Regions from separate parts of the Gossypium hirsutum genome. Here region 2 is linked to region 1. Evidence: chromatin contacts called from public Hi-C data. All regions are on one chromosome and are shown on one strand. The core of a region is the stretch at or near the end of the contact, and the rest is flanking DNA. Distances in the headings are between cores, read along the strand shown. Region 1 holds the start of LOC107893532 (organic cation/carnitine transporter 3). Region 2 has its middle 15 kb from the start of LOC121213226.

Region 1 (5,200 bases), core at 1,074-3,573:
ATAAAATTTGGGCATATGTAGGTTAACCATGGGTGTACTTACTATAAAAAGTGTGTTTAGGTTTTCAATTGATCTTTCATTTTCAAGTCAATGTATATATTGGTGCTCACTTTTACTAATAGTCAAAATTTGTCATTACCACTAGATTTATATTGACAGATAACCATTTTGTCAGTATATCTCAAACTTATACTGACATATGTAATTACTGTCAGTATAGATAAATTTATATTGACAGATTATTTTTGTCAGCATAGTTCTTATATATACCGATGGTTTTCTTTTAACTGTCGGTATATGTAGAACTTTAGAATTTTATTTGTCCATATATTGACAAACTATTTTATTAGTATCATTGGCATAGATATTATATTATTTTGTTTGGACTATATTTTTTCTTTGGATCATCTTTAGAATAAATATTTTTACTTTATACAAAGTATGTTGAATTAAAATTATAACTAACTAAATAATTACTAATTAAAATTTCAATATTAAAAATTGGACCCTATATTGAGGATTCATGCTATCACTACATGTTTAATTTTATAATTATAATTTCACTCTATACCAACACAATAAAACCTTTGGTATATATGTATACCAATAAGAACATCTATCAACAATCAATAACATCTTTATATGTTCAATAATATTCATAATCAACTAATACCAACAGAATAAATTGTCAATACACCTCATTCTCTATGCCATTCACCAAAATTTTCATTAAACGAAAATGTAATTGAGATAATTTACGACATTGCTCAAGTATTAAATTTCATTTCAAAATTTCTTCGCCTTTATTTATTACCTTTAGAATTCTTCTATAATATTTGAGCATTTGTTTATTAAGCATTTGTGTATTTCCCATAAAAAGTGTGTTTGGGTTTCCAATTCAATCTTTTATTTCCAAATTAGTGTATGTTCAAGTATATCCATTACAGCAAATTGCCATATATGCCCACTTTTGCTGACGGTCAAAATTTGTCACTACAACCAAGTTTTTATCAACGATTAACTTTTTTGTCAGTATATGTTAAACTTAGGCTGACACACACAATTACTGTCACTATAGGTTAAATTATAGTGACAAATCAATTTTTGTCAATATAATTCTTCTATATATAGATAGTTTTACTTTAATTGTCGATATGTGCATAACTTTAAAAAGCATTTTATTTATCCCTATACCAATGAACTATTATATTGGTTCCATCGGTATAGGACTTATATTGTTATGTTTGGACTTTGTTTTGTACCTTGGATTATGTTTTGACTATATAATTCTTATTGTGTGTATGTTGAATTAAAATTATAAATAAATTAATATTATTAATTAAAAACAATATCAACAATTGTGCCTTATTGTTCCTATATGTTAAATCATATCATCAAAATTTCACTTTATACTAACACAAGAAAATCGTCGGTGTTTTTATACTAACAAGAACATTCATTGACAGTAAATATTGTCATTATATGTTCAATATAGCTCTAGTGACGAATAAGGCTATCACTATGTGTATCAGTATAGTAATAATGGAGAATATACCTATATGAACATATGCTACTTTAGTGACGCTGTAATCGATAGAAAAGTCTATAGCGACGGTTCGTAGCTCTTTTGACTGTCGCTTAAAGTTCAATAAATCTATACCTATTGTGTTTTGGCTTGATCATGATACATTAAAACTTATAAACTTGTAGGTGAAAGATGTAATATTGAGCAGCTACATATTTTCATTAGTTATGATAGACATGTGATATATTCTCATCTCTCTAGATCCAAAACAAAATTCCAAAAACTGGTGAGAATGTGACTTTTAATTCACGGCGTTAGAGCATTTATTGCCACAATAATTAACCTGCCAAAGCCAAATTTATATTGCTATTGTTTGTATAGGAAATTAATGTATGGACTTAATGCATATATATCTTTGAATCATATTTTTAAAAGACTTTTTTCCTTACAAACAAAATTAATTGAAATAAAATCCAACTCTATGTAAATGTCAAATTCTTGATGCTTCATCGTCTACTCAATTATTTTTTAGACATTATATGTAATCAGTAAATGAATCATATGATGCGCTAATTGTATGCAACTTTTTTTGCAGGATGGGTGAACCATATGATGCCTAATTTATTCGAGGTGTATGTAATGCTAACCTATGCTCTCTCTAATCTAAATAAGAGCTGATGTGGCTTGACGTGGCATACAGTCCTCTGCCCCCCAGTATTGGCTGTCTTTTTATATTTTATTGAAAGTTGTCAGTTGTCAGCCCCGTACGCCTCTATATAAATAGGGAGATATCCAAAGAGCAACACACGTCTTCTTATCATAAACCAATACACAGATACACTTGCTTCTCACTTTAGAACGGTGTATGGCCGATTCAACACCGCTTCTGTCTCACTGTGATAAACCGGCAGAACCAAAACGGCCGCCTCGATCTCTCGATGAGACCATCGAGGGCTGTATCGGAGACTTCGGGTGGTGGCAATTCTTGCAAGCAATACTCGTCTCTCTTGCTTGGGTCTTTGATGCTCAGCAAACCTTCATCAGTGTATTCACTGATGCTGAGCCATCCTGGCACTGCACCCAAGGCGGAGACGAGTCTGTTTGTAACTCTTTGTCCAACATTTGCGAGCTCCCCAAGAATTCATGGTCTTGGGATTGGCCTTCTCAAACATCAATCATATCGGAATGGGGCCTGGAATGTGCGCCTTCTTTCATCACTGGCCTCCCTGCTTCTGCTTTCTTCATGGGTTGCCTTGCAGGCGGACTTGCACTTGCAACGCTTGCTGACTCCACTCTTGGCCGCAAAAACATGCTCTTATTCTCATGTCTCATGATGTCTTTTTCTTCAATCTTCACCGTTTTTTCACCCAATATTTGGATCTATTCTGTCCTGAGATTCATTAACGGGTTTGGCCGCGCAACTGTTGGAACTTGTGCCCTCGTGTTATCAACCGAGCTAGTAGGAAAACGGTGGCGCGGCCAGGTCGGCGTTGTTGGTTTCTTTTGTTTTACTTTAGGGTTTCTTTCATTGCCGGTAATGGCATACGTAAATAGAGGTTCTTCATGGAGAACACTGTATCTGTGGATTTCGGTTCCAACAATTTTGTACTGTATATTAGTTCATTTCTTAGTTCATGAGTCCCCAAGATGGCTGTTCGTCCGAGGACGCAAAGAAGAAGCAGTGTTAACACTCAAGAGCATGGCTCAGGCTAATCAAAGTCCCATAACAATGAGCTTCTCCAATGTCCTAATCGAGCAGGAATCATGGAATGTAGATATTTACTCCTCAATCAAGATACTGTTGAACAAGAGGTGGGCGGCAAAAAGGCTAGCGGCCGTGATGGTGGGAGGTTTTGGGATTGGGATGGTGTACTACGGCATGCCATTAGGCCTTGGAAATCTATCCGTGAATCTCTATTTGGGCGTCACATTAAACGCCTTATCCGAGTTGCCAGCGTCACTCATTACATTCTTCCTTATAGGGAAAATGAAAAGGAAAGACTCATTGTTGGGTTTCACAATATTAAGCGGGGTGTGCAGCGTGTTGTGTGTGGTTGTGGGGAAGGTGTCGCCAAGTTTACAGATAGCAATGGAGCTGATATCCTTCTTCAGTGCCTGCTCGGCCTTCAACATGTCACTGATATACACATTAGAGCTGTTCCCCACATGCGTGAGGAACTCGGCAATATCAATGGTGAGGCAAGCACTGGTGTTTGGGGGGTGTTCAGCCCACTGCTCGTGGCCGCTGGGAGGACAAATAACTTCATATCGTTCGGGGTATTCGGGTTGGTGATAGGAATTTGCGGGCTGCCGTTGGTGGGATTACCGGAGACTAGAGGTGGAACAATTTGTGATACAATGGATGAAGAAGAGCACAAACAAAATGAGAAGGCGGCCGCCGCAATTGCTACGTTAGCATAACTTAAGCTAGCTGTATCTATCTAATCATTACAACTTGCCAATAATTGCATGCCTTTCTTGTTAAGGTTTTTTTTTCCCCTTCTTTTTCTTTTTAAATGTATTCTATGCCTTCATTGTTAGAAATCTCTTGAACGCGTTTTTCATCTTGGTTTGAATAAATGTAGTTTAAGGATTATTATTTTGTATACCCCTGTGTTTTTTTAATTTTTTCCTTAAAGTTAGACCCCTTTGTCTTTAGTAACAACATATACATATATAATATAATATATATACAACAATAATTAATCTTATAAAAAGGCAATGATAGCGATAAGATTTGAGTGGTAGGCCTCAAAACGAAAAGGCTTACATTCATTGGTGTATGAGCAGTAAAAGGACCAAACGAATCAACACCTTGCTCCAAATTGCTTGAAGAAAAGTGAAATGCAATTATGAAATTTAAAAAGTCAAATTCTTTAAATTTTAGTCTTTTTATTTTTTAAAATTTAAAAATTTTGCTCGACCAAACAATAACAGTTAAATCTTTTTGGTTAAATTCTACTATTAATCTTGTATAATGCGTAAACTTAAATATTTAGTTCATATTCTCTAACTAAATCATTCTTAATCGCTATATTTTTTGAAATTTTAAAATTTTAGTCTTAACGTAAACAACAGTTATTAAATCTAGTAACTTATTTTTTTATGAGTAATACGCGAAGATAGCAAGTTGACATGTAACCACACATGCAACAATATATTTGACGCATCAAATTTTAAAAATAACAACTCAGCTTAATGAATTTAATACTTGCTATTTGATCAAAACTAAAATTTTAAAATTCTAAAAGTGTAGAGACTGAAAATGACTAAGTTAAAGTACAAGTACTAAATCTACAATTTATATAAAGTATATGATCTAATAGCAAAATTTGACCAAATTAAAACAATGGGTTGAAGAGCATAAGTTTATTTGTTGTGAAAGAAATGGTCCTTGAAAAGATTCAAATTGGATTCCAGATAAGGAAGTGCAACAAAAGTGATATATGTTAATGAAGCAAATCCTATCCTCTCATCGGAACAACCAAAACCATTGTCCCCTCATTCATATAAACATGGGTAGGCGCATCCATGTGAACCGCATTATTGTCACACTAGTATATATGTAAATTGAATCTGGCATTGCCTATGTATTCAAGTCATCATCTTTTCTTGTGGTTGTGGGGGCTTAATGGAGATTAGTCTAGAATAAGCTAAATGGTTAGAATATAAAAG
Region 2 (5,200 bases), core at 2,008-4,507, 86 kb before region 1:
TCTATTAATTGAAAATAATAATTTTCTTTTAATTTGGAGTTTAAAAAAAATTCTTATTTAATATTAATTCGTTAAGTATAGCTCATTTTAACATTAATTTACCGTAATATTGATAATAAATTTGTAGCATAACAAAAACAATTTTAATACCATTAGTATTTCGCGTAATTTGTATAACATTTAATAAATTTAGGTACTAAGTTAAGAAAAAAAATGTCTAGCTCAAGTACCAAATTGGGTCTAAAAAAATCTAGGTACCAAATTAAGAACAAGTATGAAGTTTAAAAACTAAATGGTATATTAAATTACCTTTTTAAAAATAAGAGGGATATGAATCAATTATTAAAATATAATTACATTAAAACAACAGAAATTCAAACCAGGCAATGCGTAGTGATATTCTTAGTGAATAAAAAATTCAAGTATCTTCCATTGAAAATTACTTTTTAGTTTTTGATACAATAACTAAAAATAACTATGACTAATAGGCCCTTGACTTTCCTTTTCGTCCATTCATGATTCGACCCACCCTTGACATGAACTAATTTCTTTGAGCAACTCTTCCCCCTTAAAATGTGCCCTATTAACCTCTCTTTGTGATTGACAGTGCAGTATGGAATGCCTTCTTTTATTGCTATAATCAAACCATTTCGTAACATTATTGTGTTGAACTCTTCCTTGATGAATCTCCATTGTTCTTCCAATCGATCTCTGATATGAAGACCCCAGCCTATCTTCTCATTTTTCCTGAACCAACACACTGTTAAACAGTAGGAAAGGTGTTCCACTTCTTCTGCCTTTTTGTTGTTCATATATTTCCTCTTACTGCCCTTTGTATCCGAGAATTACTGGACGTATATGTGCATATAATCATTTTGATGTAAATCCCTTAAGAAGTTTGCAAGCAAAGATAGAAGCAGTTCATAAGGAAATTGCTTTATATAAAATTTATGATTTTTCAATTAATTTCTAATAATTTTTTTATAAATTTTAAAATTTTACAATTCAAAAATGTATTTGGACAAATAAGTAACCAGATTCAAATGAACATTGACAATTAGTTGTCAAGATTTACTATGTACTTATTTTTTAAATAATTTTAATTTATTTTTACTGACGTATGTCAACAATTGTTGCTAATGTGACATTTGTTAACGGTCACATTAGTGTTGTAGTGGAATATTAACCTAAAAGGTTTAGCTAATCAATTTTATTAATTTAAGGACTCAATTAATTTTTTAAAAAGAGTTTAAAGTTGATACTATTAAACTTTAATAAAACAAAGTCTGTTTATTACTATTATCTTATCATTAATCTTTAATCATATTCCAACACCCAAACAATTTCAAAATGCAATTTATTCACAATCTAGGGAGTAATGGAAAACAATATATGTTGGGACCAAAAACAAAATCAAGTCAAGAACGAAATAAATTTTCACTATTTTATTTCTAAGATCATTATGAAGTGCCATTGAAGTTTAGAGGAACAAAGAAAGGTAAAAAAAAAAAGGAGGGGGGGGGCTCGAAATAGTGAGATAGCAATAGAATTCTTATGTTTTACAAGGATAATGATTTGCATGAAGACATAATATTTTGTCATCTATATGCAAGTATGGAATGCATGGTAATCTAAGACAGTAGATCCAAATATGGACCAAAGGGGAGAGCTCCTTTTGTTTGTCGAGGATATAGAAAAAGATGGTGGTGCCACTGTCACTGCCACTGCCACTGCCACTGCCACAGTTACCTTTATTGGTTGCAGAGAAAATTTTGGGGACTGCAAGTTGTCAAAAAAGCTCCTTGTCTCCAATACATATATACCTACGTAACTAAAACTCACACAGCTTAAGAGAGAGATGTATATTGGAAAAGGAAAAAAACAAAAGAAAGGTAATAAAGCCTAAAGACGAGGGGGAAGAATACACAACTCACTCCCACGACTTCGCATATCGATGAAGCTTCTATCTTTATAATGTGCATAACTAAAGTTAAAAAGTTTATGCTTCTATCTATCTATCTATATGCTTTCCTTTTCTTTCTCTCTCTTTCACTAAGTGTCATTGTAATTAGAGTTAAACTTCCAAGTACATCCAATGGATGAATTACAATCATGATGATCAAAGTATATAAAAGATGGTAATAGGAGGCACGTTCTTCCATGCAATTCTATATCATTTGTAAACCTCTCTAAAGCACTTTGGATTCTATTTGTTTAATCGTTTGGCAGCTTTTAGTTATTTGTGAATTTCAGAAATTTTCTGTAAAAAAGTAGACTATTCGGTCCAGAAGCTTCTTCTGTCTCACTCCCAACCCCACTCTCAAGTAGTTTTCATGTCTTTTTTTCTTTTCAAAGTGAAAGCCATGGTATTTCTTATTAATTTAATTATTCTCTGATATATGTATATATATATACCTTCATTTTATTGCACAACTGCATGAATTTTTTTACTATATATCCTGTTCGTCTATAAAAGTCTCGATTTTTATTTTTAATAACATTCTTTAATTGCTTATTACACTTTTTAAGAGATAGGTTATATGTCTAAAATTGAAGATTTGTTCAAAATATGGAAGGATTCTGAAAATAAGTTTAGCCAAAAATATGGTTGTATGTACCCAATCCGACCCATTGCACTTTCACAACAATGTAAGAGTAGAAGGCTACGATGGAAAGAAAGTTTTAAGGAGGGTGAATAAATTATGAACACCCACCATGACAGTGAAATGTTATAAATTATATGTTGTAGATGTTAGCGCAAGAAGTTAAGCAACAACTTCCATCTTTTCTCACATATTTTGAGTCGAAGCATGTAAACCAAAATTTACCCATTTTAGTTCAAATATTGGAACCCACATTTTTTTCATGACCTATTTGAAAGAAGAAATCAAAATGTTTCAAAGCTGTCCAAATAATGAGGCAACAAAATCACCCATGTCCACCACAGCCCAAAATCAGTATATAGCCCATCTCATTCCCAAATGGGACCGCCATTCGTACTGAAACTATGGGCTTTTTATCTATCAAATTTTTGTGTTTTTTTTTCCTTTTTTATGAAAAAGTAAATGTTTTAGATTCTACCCTGTTTCTTTTTATAAATAGAAAATATAATTTTTTTAAAAAAATGAAAAGATTTGAACATTACTTGTATGATTTAAAAGCTTATACTTTTTCACTATTTAGGATGTACATTGCCATATGAGTACAAGCAAATGGTAGCTGTCAAACACCGAGTTAGATAGCACTTGCCTACTCGGGTAACTCAAAATGTCGTTTGCCACTTTGCCTTTCCAGAGCTGTCTATAGCCTGTATTCGATCGGATCAGATTTAATATTATCAAACTCTAAATTTATTTGTATTCATAAATGATTGGTCAAGTCTATTTAAATTTACTTGGATTGAGCCAAAATAACCAAAAAAAAAAAATTGAACAAATTTAAAATAGTTCAACAATTTATAGAATACAAGTTAAAAATTGTAATTAATCAAAGCAAATTTTTAGTATTATTTCATTTTTATTTTTATTATATAAAAATAAATATTTTAAATTTAAAATAGTGAAAATAACTAAAAAACACTATATAAATTATTATTTTTCAAAAAATTTATATATAAGAATTATTGGTTATCATTTATTTACTTGATTTTTTTGAAATATTCATAAAAAAAATACTTTGAAACTTTACCCTAAAACGTCCAAAGCCTTGAAAGAAAACTTAATTTGTCAAAATAAATTTCAAAATCTAAATTTAGTGTGAAAAATTAAAAGTTAGACGGAATTATTCATGACAATTTAAGAATTTTAAAAATCAATAAAATCGAATTCAACTCACCTCTAAAACTTGCTCATTATTTTTAAAGTAAAAAAATTAGAAATATATTTTATTTAACATTTAATAATTATATTTTTTATTAAAAAAAATTAACAAACGTTTTTAAATATTATAGATTATAATTTATATAAATAAAAAAGTATTATAAGTTAGAAGATAGATGAATATTGATCAAAGTGAATATCTTAAACAGATTTTTTTTTTTAATTTTTAGAAACCTAACATTTTTTTTGTAACTCACAAAAAAATCAAGTGAACCAAGCTTCCAAGTTTTGCGTAGTGTTGTAGGGGCCGGCCATAACGTGGACTCCAGTAACATTCAACCAACGGCCACAACAAAAGCAACATGGATAATAATTGATTTCACATGTTAGCACTTAAAAAGTAATTATTGAAATTTCTACGTTAAATATATTCTTTTGGGTAAATTCCATCTAAAGTCACTCTAAAATAAGATTTCTTTTCTTTTGATCATTTTAATTTTTTTTCTTAATTTGACTGCTTTAATTAAGATAATTGTTCAAATTAATCATTACTATTAAAAATTCCGTTAATCCACTAACGGATTGTTGATGTAACACGTTAGCTAATTGAATGATCGTGACATTTTTTTTTTTACTTTTAATTAAAACTTAAAAGACCTATATGTAATTATGCTGTCTTCGATGCTGCGTTCTTTTGCACTGATTTCCCTCAGAGACAATTAAAAATCTAATACTATTGACACAATTCTTTTGTTTCTTCCATTTCTCAAACGCAAAGCTTTTGATTTTTCTGACACTTACTGATTACTAATATCTTTAATTTGTTTGGGCATGTCTTAGTTTCATTATCATTGCAATTGTTTTGTTGCAATTATTGACTTGAAATTTGTTGATGTTGAAGGGGAAGATGTATATTTCTTCTTCTCGGAACAACAGCTCTTACTTAGGTAATTTTCTTTACATTACAAACTTTACAATTTGTTTTTTTTCTTGTCTACAGTTCGGGGTGAACAAAATCCGATTTGACTCGAAGAATTTAATAAAAAATTTAAATTTTGAATTAAATAGTTCGAGTTATTTAAGTTAATCAAGTTATTTAGATCAACTCGAATAAAAAATTAAGTTTTTCGGTTTAACTCGAATATGAATTATACAATTCGAGTTATCCGAAAATCTAAATAAGAAAAAGTAAAACTATGTCGTTTTAATAAATGTTCAATTTTCTAAAGTTAAAAGTCAAAATCATTAAGTCAAAAGGAAAAAACTACATTGTTTTGATAAATGTTTATTCGTTAAGTTAAAAGACAAAACTATTATATTGTTTATATAGTTAAATAATCTTGTAATTCGTCTACTAGTTAAATAATCAGTCCATGTAAACG

What was found. A called contact is a pair of places that touch in the nucleus more often than the background predicts.
Region 2: a contact with region 1 is called in a Hi-C map of leaf, with 2.3 times the contacts expected there. The contact joins the enhancer-like site here to the promoter of LOC107893532 in region 1. A contact is called at or near these places in 13 of 34 Hi-C or Micro-C datasets (callus, fibers, hypocotyl and 2 more).

The regions. Positions count from the first base shown.
Region 1 is chrA13:90,442,729-90,447,928 of Gossypium_hirsutum_v2.1, reverse strand. LOC107893532 (organic cation/carnitine transporter 3) reads left to right here and starts at 2,323. Exons shown (of 2, transcript XM_016818567.2): 1 at 2,323-3,744; 2 at 3,747-4,131. The coding sequence starts at 2,391. The coding sequence ends at 3,946.
Region 2 is chrA13:90,529,573-90,534,772 of Gossypium_hirsutum_v2.1, reverse strand. No RefSeq gene overlaps it. Among protein-coding and RNA genes, the nearest start is that of LOC121213226, 15 kb to the left of the region's middle. Within about 2 kb of position 3,257, at least 1 of the 9 cell types and tissues checked has an H3K27ac peak or open chromatin away from gene starts, as enhancers often do. A contact at or near this core is called in leaf, where this site is marked.